Linked DNA regions of Mus musculus: region 1 is linked to region 2. The links are chromatin contacts, called in public promoter capture Hi-C maps. All regions are on one chromosome and are shown on one strand. The core of a region is the stretch at or near the end of the contact, and the rest is flanking DNA. Distances in the headings are between cores, read along the strand shown. Region 1 overlaps Cstf3 (cleavage stimulation factor, 3' pre-RNA, subunit 3). Region 2 holds the start of Cd59a (CD59a antigen).

The links. Promoter capture Hi-C pulls out the DNA fragments that hold promoters and counts their contacts.
Region 1: a contact with region 2 is called in a promoter capture Hi-C map of liver, with 4 times the contacts expected there. The contact joins the enhancer-like site here to the promoter of Cd59a in region 2. A contact is called at or near these places in 1 of 39 promoter capture datasets (liver), 12 of 115 datasets of contacts at active chromatin or transcription factors (the NIH/3T3 cell line, the SCID.adh cell line, bone marrow-derived macrophages and 6 more) and 1 of 9 other capture datasets (embryonic stem cells).

What each region holds. Positions count from the first base shown.
Region 1 is chr2:104,603,829-104,607,626 of GRCm38.p6, forward strand. The region is part of intron 1 of Cstf3 (cleavage stimulation factor, 3' pre-RNA, subunit 3); the gene reads left to right. Among named protein-coding and RNA genes, the nearest start is that of Cstf3, 15 kb to the left of the region's middle. Within about 2 kb of position 1,878, at least 15 of the 459 cell types and tissues checked have an H3K27ac peak or open chromatin away from gene starts, as enhancers often do. A contact at or near this core is called in embryonic stem cells, liver and trophoblast stem cells, where this site is marked.
Region 2 is chr2:104,093,750-104,097,776 of GRCm38.p6, forward strand. Cd59a (CD59a antigen) reads left to right here and starts at 2,052. Exons shown (of 4, transcript NM_007652.5): 1 at 2,052-2,178.

The sequences.
Region 1 (3,798 bases), core at 628-3,127, 510 kb after region 2:
AGTAGATTATGCCCATTTAGCAAAAACAGTTGTAGCTTCCTCACAAAGGCCTGTGACTTTACTTGTCATGTCTATGACACCATGTCTCTGTTTTGCATATCCTAGGAAACAGGAGTTTTCCTTTGTTCCATAGTGTGACACATAAGCCACACTATGCCTGTGCTTAATGTTACAAGAAGTTAGTTGTAAGTAGCTAACTATTCCTTTGAGGTGAGTGCTGGGGTCTGAACACCAGTCCTCATGAATGCAAAGCAGGACAAACTTTGAACAACCATTTCCTTAACCTTCTTTTATTTGTGCTTTAGTATTATCATTATCATTATCATTATTATTATTATTATTATTGTGTGTATGTGTGGTGCTCGTGAATGGTATGTAATTGTGAGTGCATAAAAGTCAGGACAACTTTTCTGGGTTCCAGGTATTGAGCATAGGTTATCAAGTTTGCAATATTGCCAGCCTGCTTAGTGCCTACTTCTTACTTAATTTTAAGTGTTTTTGTTTGTTTTGTTTTTTGTGGCTGTGTGGTTATGGGTGTTTTGCCTGGGTGTATGTATCTCTGTGCACTATGGGCATGCCTGGTGCGTAAGAAGATCAGAAGAAGGCATTGGATCTCCTGAAAGTAGACTTACAAATTGTTGTGAGGCTCAATACGGATGCTGGGATTTGAACCATTGTAAGAGTTGCAAGAGCTCCTAACCACTGAACCAACTTTTAGGCTGTTTTTAACCCATGATTTGAGGCCATTTAGGAACTTTTTTTTTTTTTTTTTTTTTTAAATCTTCCAGTCTTTGTTTTTATTTTCCGTTCACTCTACTCCCCATGATGGGGTCTTACTTCTGAAGCCTGGGGCTTATAATAGATCTGCCTTCCAAGTCCTGGGGATTAGAGGTGTGTGTAACCACGCCTGACTGTAATTACTGTTTTAAAGTTACCTCAAAACAACACTTCTTGGTTATTTAATTGCTTTGTGTATATTTATGTGTTTTGTGGCCTGGTATGTTCCCAGGGAGGCCAGAAGAGACTGTCAGATCCCCTGGAGCTGGAGTTACAGGAATTTGGGAAGCATGTGATTGTAGGTGTAGGATCGGAAGGATTGGAATGTGGGTCCTCTGAAAGCAGCGGTTGCTCTTAATTGCTGAGCCATTTCTAGCCTGCTTGGTTTTGTTTTGTTGTTTTTTTGAGGCAAATTCTTTCTTTGTAGCACAGGCTGTCCTTGAGCGCATTGTCATTTTTTTAACCTCCTCCGTTCTAACATTGCAATTATGAGCCACCATGCCCCTCTAAATTTTTTTTGATTGTTTTTTCAAGTAGTAAACCTTTTGAAAGAATTCTCTACTTTGTCAAGTGCAGGTACTCCTTCAAATAACACCTAGAATATACTTCGCATTGAGCAAATATTTCTCACGTGGATAGTGAAAATTCAGAGTTCTAAGGGTATGGTGTCCTAATAAGTATATGTTATGTATATGTGCCCCCTGCCAGCCTAAATGGCGATTGTAATGTGTTACTACTTATACTTAACTGTTTTCAGTGACTCCAAATTTCATAATTTGACTGATTCAGACATGGCTATTTAAATTATTAGTCTTATATATGAGCCACTAGGCCAGTAGCTGACTGTTTTCTTGTATATTGTTGTATAGTAGTTTAAGTTGCTAGAAATCAGCATCAGATATTCTTGTTAGATTTTGGTCAGTTTGGTCTGCTTCAGAATATCAGTGTTAGTTAGTTATATGACATTTCATTTATCCCATTGAATAAATTTCATTTGTTTTGGGTTTTTAAAAAGTTATTTGCCCTTTGTCCATCAGTGGTTCCAGGTGAACACAGGCTTTCTTTACTCTAGGCAGTCACTCTGCTATTGAACTATTTACCTGGCTGCATTCTCTCTGTTTTCTTTTTAAGTCAGTGGGCTTTCACATTATTGACTGGACTTTATGCTAGTAAGCTTAGTGGCTGCTACTGCCCTTTCATATGTGCTCCCCTCCCACACCCGCCCTTCTGAAAACTTCATTTTAGAGACAAGGTCTAACTGTATCCTTGACTGGCTTGGAATTTGCCCTGTAGACCAGGCTGGTCTCAAAAGCCTACAAAGATCCTCTTGCCTTTGCCTTCTGAGTTCTGAGGTTATGTACCCCATGCCCGCCTGTGTGTTGTTTTTCTTATACTAATTTAAAACTTGATGTAGTTAACTTTATTTAAAAGCTTATGAAAAACTTAAGATGCATCTCAGAATATTGTGTAGTTCTGTGTGTGTGTACTAAAGATGGACCCCAGGGTTTTGCAAATCTAAACATATGTTTTTATCACAAGCAATATTTTTAACCCTTGTTTTTATTTTTGGGGCTTTTTAAAAATAATATAAAAAGATTAACTATTTTGGTGAACAAAAAAGTGGAAATTTGACTTTATCTTGATAAAATGGATTCCAGCTTTTTTGTTTTTTTTTTTTAACATTTGCTGGAAATCACCATTCTGATATAAAATGCTATCTCTATTAGTGTTTTTCCATATATTTCCATAGTTTTGGGCCATATTGGTTCAGTGATTAATTTGTTACCATTACCAAATTTTAGTTGTTTTAATATGTGGCTGGAGTTACTTTTCTTAACACTAGTCATAAAGCTCTTATAGATTAGTAAAGGGTAATTTTGATTTAGATTACAGAAGTCTTAGAATATCTTCAAGCCAGTGTGGTGGCTCATACCAGTAATCTTAGTGCTTTGGAGGCTGAGACATGAGGTTCACCAGCTTTCAGTGCCAGCCTGATTACAGAGTGAGATCCTGACTCAAAAAACAAAATATATAAATAAAAATTATTTCTAAGTAAATTCATATCTTTCAGTAGTTAAGGCTATTTTATTTCTAAGAAGAGAGTTTATTTCTCACAGGCAATTTTATTCTAAAAGGAAGACTTTTAAATTTTTTCCTAGATTGTTGCTTGACTGAATTATTTCTCAATAATTCACTTATAAAAGGAAGCAGTGCCAGATATATTGGCGTATGCCCTTTATCCCAGCACTTAAATCCTGGCAGAGGCAGGTGGATCTCTGTGAGTTCAAGGCCAGCCAACCTAGTCTATATATTGATTTCCAGGGCATCCAGAGATTATGCTAGCATTTGTAGATTTCTTTTGAGTGTAATTTTTCATTTTAGTATGTAGGAATATTTGAAACAATTTGTGAAATAGTATTTGTATTCATGCTGCTTGGTACTAGGTGCTGCTTTTTTCGTTCATTTTTAGATATCTTTTTTTAGTGTGTTTTTCATGCTCATATCATGTGCACCATGTATGTACTTTATGCCTGTGCTTTGGAACTAGAGTTATAGACAATTGTGAACTGTCATTTGTGTGCTGAGGTCTGAACCCAGGTCCTTTGGAACACCAGCAAATGCTCTTAACTGTTAAGGAATCACTCTAGTGCCCCTCTTTTAAGAGGTGTGGGCACGCAAGTGTGCAATGCTAGGATTTGAACTTAGGGCCTCAGATGTTTGGCAAGTTCTTTAACAATACCAGAAAACTATACTCAAAGCACAAAGAAAATTTTCTGCAATGAAACTAAAACCAGCCTATTAAATGACTGAGAAGAGTTGGGGATACATGAAATTAAGTGGTAAAATACTTGTCTAACTATATGTAAGGACCTGGTTATTAAGGCTCCGGGGACTGGGGTGGGGAAGTATGGGGATGTTTGGAGAGTATAAGTTTTTAAAGATTTACTTGATATGTTTATGTGTATATCTGCATAGGTTTACATGTATCTCATATATTTAAGGTGCTCAGAGAAGCCAGAG
Region 2 (4,027 bases), core at 802-3,301:
GGCTCTCATTCTTTCCCTGAATCACTTGGCTTACCTTAGATAAGTTTGTGGGCCGTCTGGCAGCCTCTTCAACCCCCCTTATCTCATGAGAATCTGGCAATAGACCCAGAGCCTCTCCTTACCTTTAGGAGTGTTAAAATCACAATTGGGACCAGTCAAAGGAAAGGCTGCATCAGTATCAGCCCGGACTTGAGTGGGCAGCCCATTTGCTCCAGAACCAATTTCCAGAAGAGGACCTGGAGCAGTTGCTGACCAGGTGGGCTTGTGAGTCAGCATGATGGAATCCAGAAGACCTGTGAGAACAGATTGTCTTTCTGAAAGTGGGCCGTCTGTAATTTCCAACTGTAAAGATCATTACTGGTGAATGGCACCTATGTCATGAACTGTCTCCCCTGAGCATCTGGGGCCCCATGCCCCCGAGGCGTAAGGCCATAGTAGAGTCGGCCTTCTGGGGGCCCAGGTAGACTGTAAGTGGAGTCAGGAGAGTCAGGGGCTGCTTCTCCCTCTGCCTGTGTTGGCTGGGCAGGGACAGTGATGGCAGGAGTAGGAGAGGGACAGAGATCCTCCTCAGGAGCAGAAGGGGAGAGCAAGGCAGGGGGCCCAGGCCGACCTTACTTTAGAGGATTAAGGGCAGGGAACATCCAGGCTGCTGACAAAATATGTCCCATCCAAACAGGGAGCTTCTTGACCAGGTATTGCCATGTGGTGATATATAGAGAGCTTGGTCCAGGTGGCCCTGGGCTCCAAAACCACAGCCTTCACCCTGTAAATGATGGGGAGATGGAAAGTCCTCTCCTCAGGCCATGCTGCTTTATAGATGGGTCATTTGTTCCTGCAAAAGTTGGTGAGTTTGTGGGGACCAGAGTCTTCTGAGACTAGGTGAAAGTCCTTAAAATGGTTCAGGACCAAGCCCAGTAGGGTACTCTGTGCCCATCCCATCCTAGAAATCAAAGTTTGTACAAGAGGACAAATAGCACAAATCTGTTTAGGGCATCCTAGCTGGTGACTCCCCACTCTTCCTATTTGTTTTGGTCTACAAGTGTTTTATGTACTTCTTCTATAGCTCGGAGACTCTGTAATTGTTGGTAGGCTAGGGAAAGAGTGGATGTTCCTGACCTCCTTTGTCATTTGGGACACAGCAGATACAGACTCACTGCATGCCAGGGGATAGATACTACAGGTGAAAACAAACAAGGACGAGGACGACTACGACGACGACAACAACAACAACAACAGCCCCACCAGGAAATGTTCCTGTGGGCAGAAAGACTTAAAAAAAGAAAAACCAACAGAGCATTTCTTGTTCCCTTAGGAGGCCAGCCTCTTGGAATGTTTACTCTTTTTAAAATTATTGTTCCCGGAGCTGGAGAGATGGCTGAGCAGTTAAGAGCGTCGACTGCTCTTCCAAAGGTCCTGAGTTCAAATCCCAGCAACCATATGGTGGCTCACAACTATCCGTAACGAAATCTGATGCCCTCTTCTGGAGTGTCTGAAGACAGCTACATAAATAAGTAAATAAATATTTTAAAAAAAATTATTGTTCCCCTCTGGCTTCCTTCCTGCTTATGAGTCTTTCCAAATGATAAAGGCACCTCTGTATCACAACTTCACGTAGTTCTGGCCCCTGGCCAGTCCACAAAGGTTTCTAATGACCAACGGGATTTTGTCTTCATTCCAAACAAAATAGATGGCATTTGTGTCTGAAGAGTATTTGGAGGCTGTCAGGACCTGAGAGTAGGAGCAAGCCACGATGTATGGCCTGGAAAGATATCTATGATTTGTCAAGAGATAGTTCTGGGCACTAGCAAACATGGGCACAAAAACATTGTGGTTTTGTTTGTTTGTTTGTTTGTTTGTTTTTAAAGAAAGGGAAAATCAAGAGCCTTTTAGGGTGTTAGTTAGGAGTAAGAAATCAGAGGGAAATGCAAGCCTTTCCTGTATCCTAGGTTTCCAGAGATTCTGGTTCTGGCAGCCAAATGCTCTCTGACAGAGGAAAAGGCAGTGACTAGAAGGCATAGGAGCCCAGGGGGTGTGGTGGGGGTGTGGCCATCAGTTCTTGGGCGTGGCCAGTGGATTTGGTTTGCATTGCTGTGTACTGTCAGCAGTCAGAGCATGAGCACAGTCACTGGCGATCTGAAAAGTGTCTAGAGCAGGATCTAGCTGACTCTAAGATTGCAGGTAAGCAAGGGCACAGAGTTGGCTGGAGCGGAGCCTCGGGTGGAAGGTGGGGGTGCTTCGGCAGCGCATGCGTCCGGGCTGTCCCTCGGGAGGCCTCTCTCAGGCCTGTACCTCTGACCTTTTTTGTTATAGCGATTTCTTGCCGCAGCCTGCACTCTGCTTCCTACTCAGCGGTTGCTGGAGCTAGGCATTCCCTGAGCGCCTGACTCCAGGGCACCCCTGGCCTCTCAGTGAAGTCGGTCTCCCGGGGCCTGAGGGCTAACCTCAGCTTGGAAGAACTCACTGCAGTTCTTGCTGAGGTCCAAATCTGTAGCTGCTCTAGTGGATATCTTTGGTCCATGGGCCCGGCCACCTTGCAGTCTGAGGGCAGACTTTGAAAAGAACCTTTCCTTTTCGTTCGTAGGTGTCGAAAGGAAGCTATTAAATCCTATTTTCTCATCAGTAAAGGGAAAGGACTTATTTCACAGGGTAGTGGTGAGCACTAAGGTAGCTCATGGTTGATCTCCTGGAATGTGGAAAACAGCCAATGTTCCGGAGACCCACCTCAGGGCACCTTTTCTCCAGTCCTTCCGGCCAGACACACAGAATGACCGCGTCAGAACGACAATCAAGGGAGCTCACAACATTTGCTGTTATCCTTCTGGGAAGACTAAGGAGGAGTTACCTCATTATGCCCTGACCATGCTGAAAAACGTTTGGCATGTACTTTGCTATAAATGAAAAACCTCCCTTTTCACTGGGCGGGTTGAAAGAAGTAGAAGGAAAACAAAAACAAAATCAAATGGACTTTAGGGTGGGAGTTGGGATGAGCCAGGGATTTAGGATCCTGAGATAAGTTGTTAAGAGACTGAGGCCATTTTAGGTGAAGTCCAGATCTGTGCAATTTCAAGAGCTCTGAAGTGCTTATGGAGCCACCAGGTGGCTGGGAGGGGCCTTTCCATTGTGATGGTGTTTTGCTTTGTCCTAAGCTGCTGATGTAATTACTGCTTTGAACTGAAGAAAGGACTTTTGGGGTCTGTTGTAGGCTTAGCTACAGCATGTCCAAGCCCGTAAGGCCCATGAGACTGCTAACACTGGGTTATGTTAAGTCACTTAGCTTCCAGACCTTGGTAAGTAAAAAGCAAGATACATCCAAAGTGATTTTGAGACTGCCCTGTTGTCTTGGATCAGGTAATTCCATCCCTCTAGCCCTCTCAGAACCTTTTCTCCCCCCCCCCCCACTTTTTTATTAGGTATTTATTTCATTTACATTTCAAATGCTATCCCAAAAGTCCCCTACACTCTCCCCCCCTCCCCTATCCACCCACTCCCACTTCTTGGCCCTGGCATTCCCCTGTACTGGGGCATATAAAGTTTGCTAGATCAATGGGCCTCTCTTTCCACTGATGGCCAACTAGGCCATCTTCTGATACATATGCAACTAGAGTCAAGAGCTCCGGGGTACTGGTTAGTTCATATTGTTGTTTCACCTCCAGGGTTGCAGACTCCTTCAGCTCCTTGGGTACTTTCTCTAGCTCCTCCATTGGGAGCCCTGTGTTCCATCCAATAGCTGACTGTGAGCATCCACTTCTGTGTTGCCAGGCACTGGCATAGCCTCAGAAGAGACAGCTATGTCAGGGTCCTTTCAGCAAAATCTTGCTGGCGTGTGCAATGGTGTCTGCGTTTGGAGGTTAAGGATGGACCATCCAGAGACTGCCCCTTTCAGAACTTCTTATAGGATGATGATGTTGCAGCTTTATTCGTTATGATATGTTCAGCCTTAAAGTACACCCCAAGTTCTGTGTGGTCGCAACCCAGGGTTGAAGGTGTCTGTGAAGCCTGTGGAAACTGCTGCTGTTAAAATCTTCAA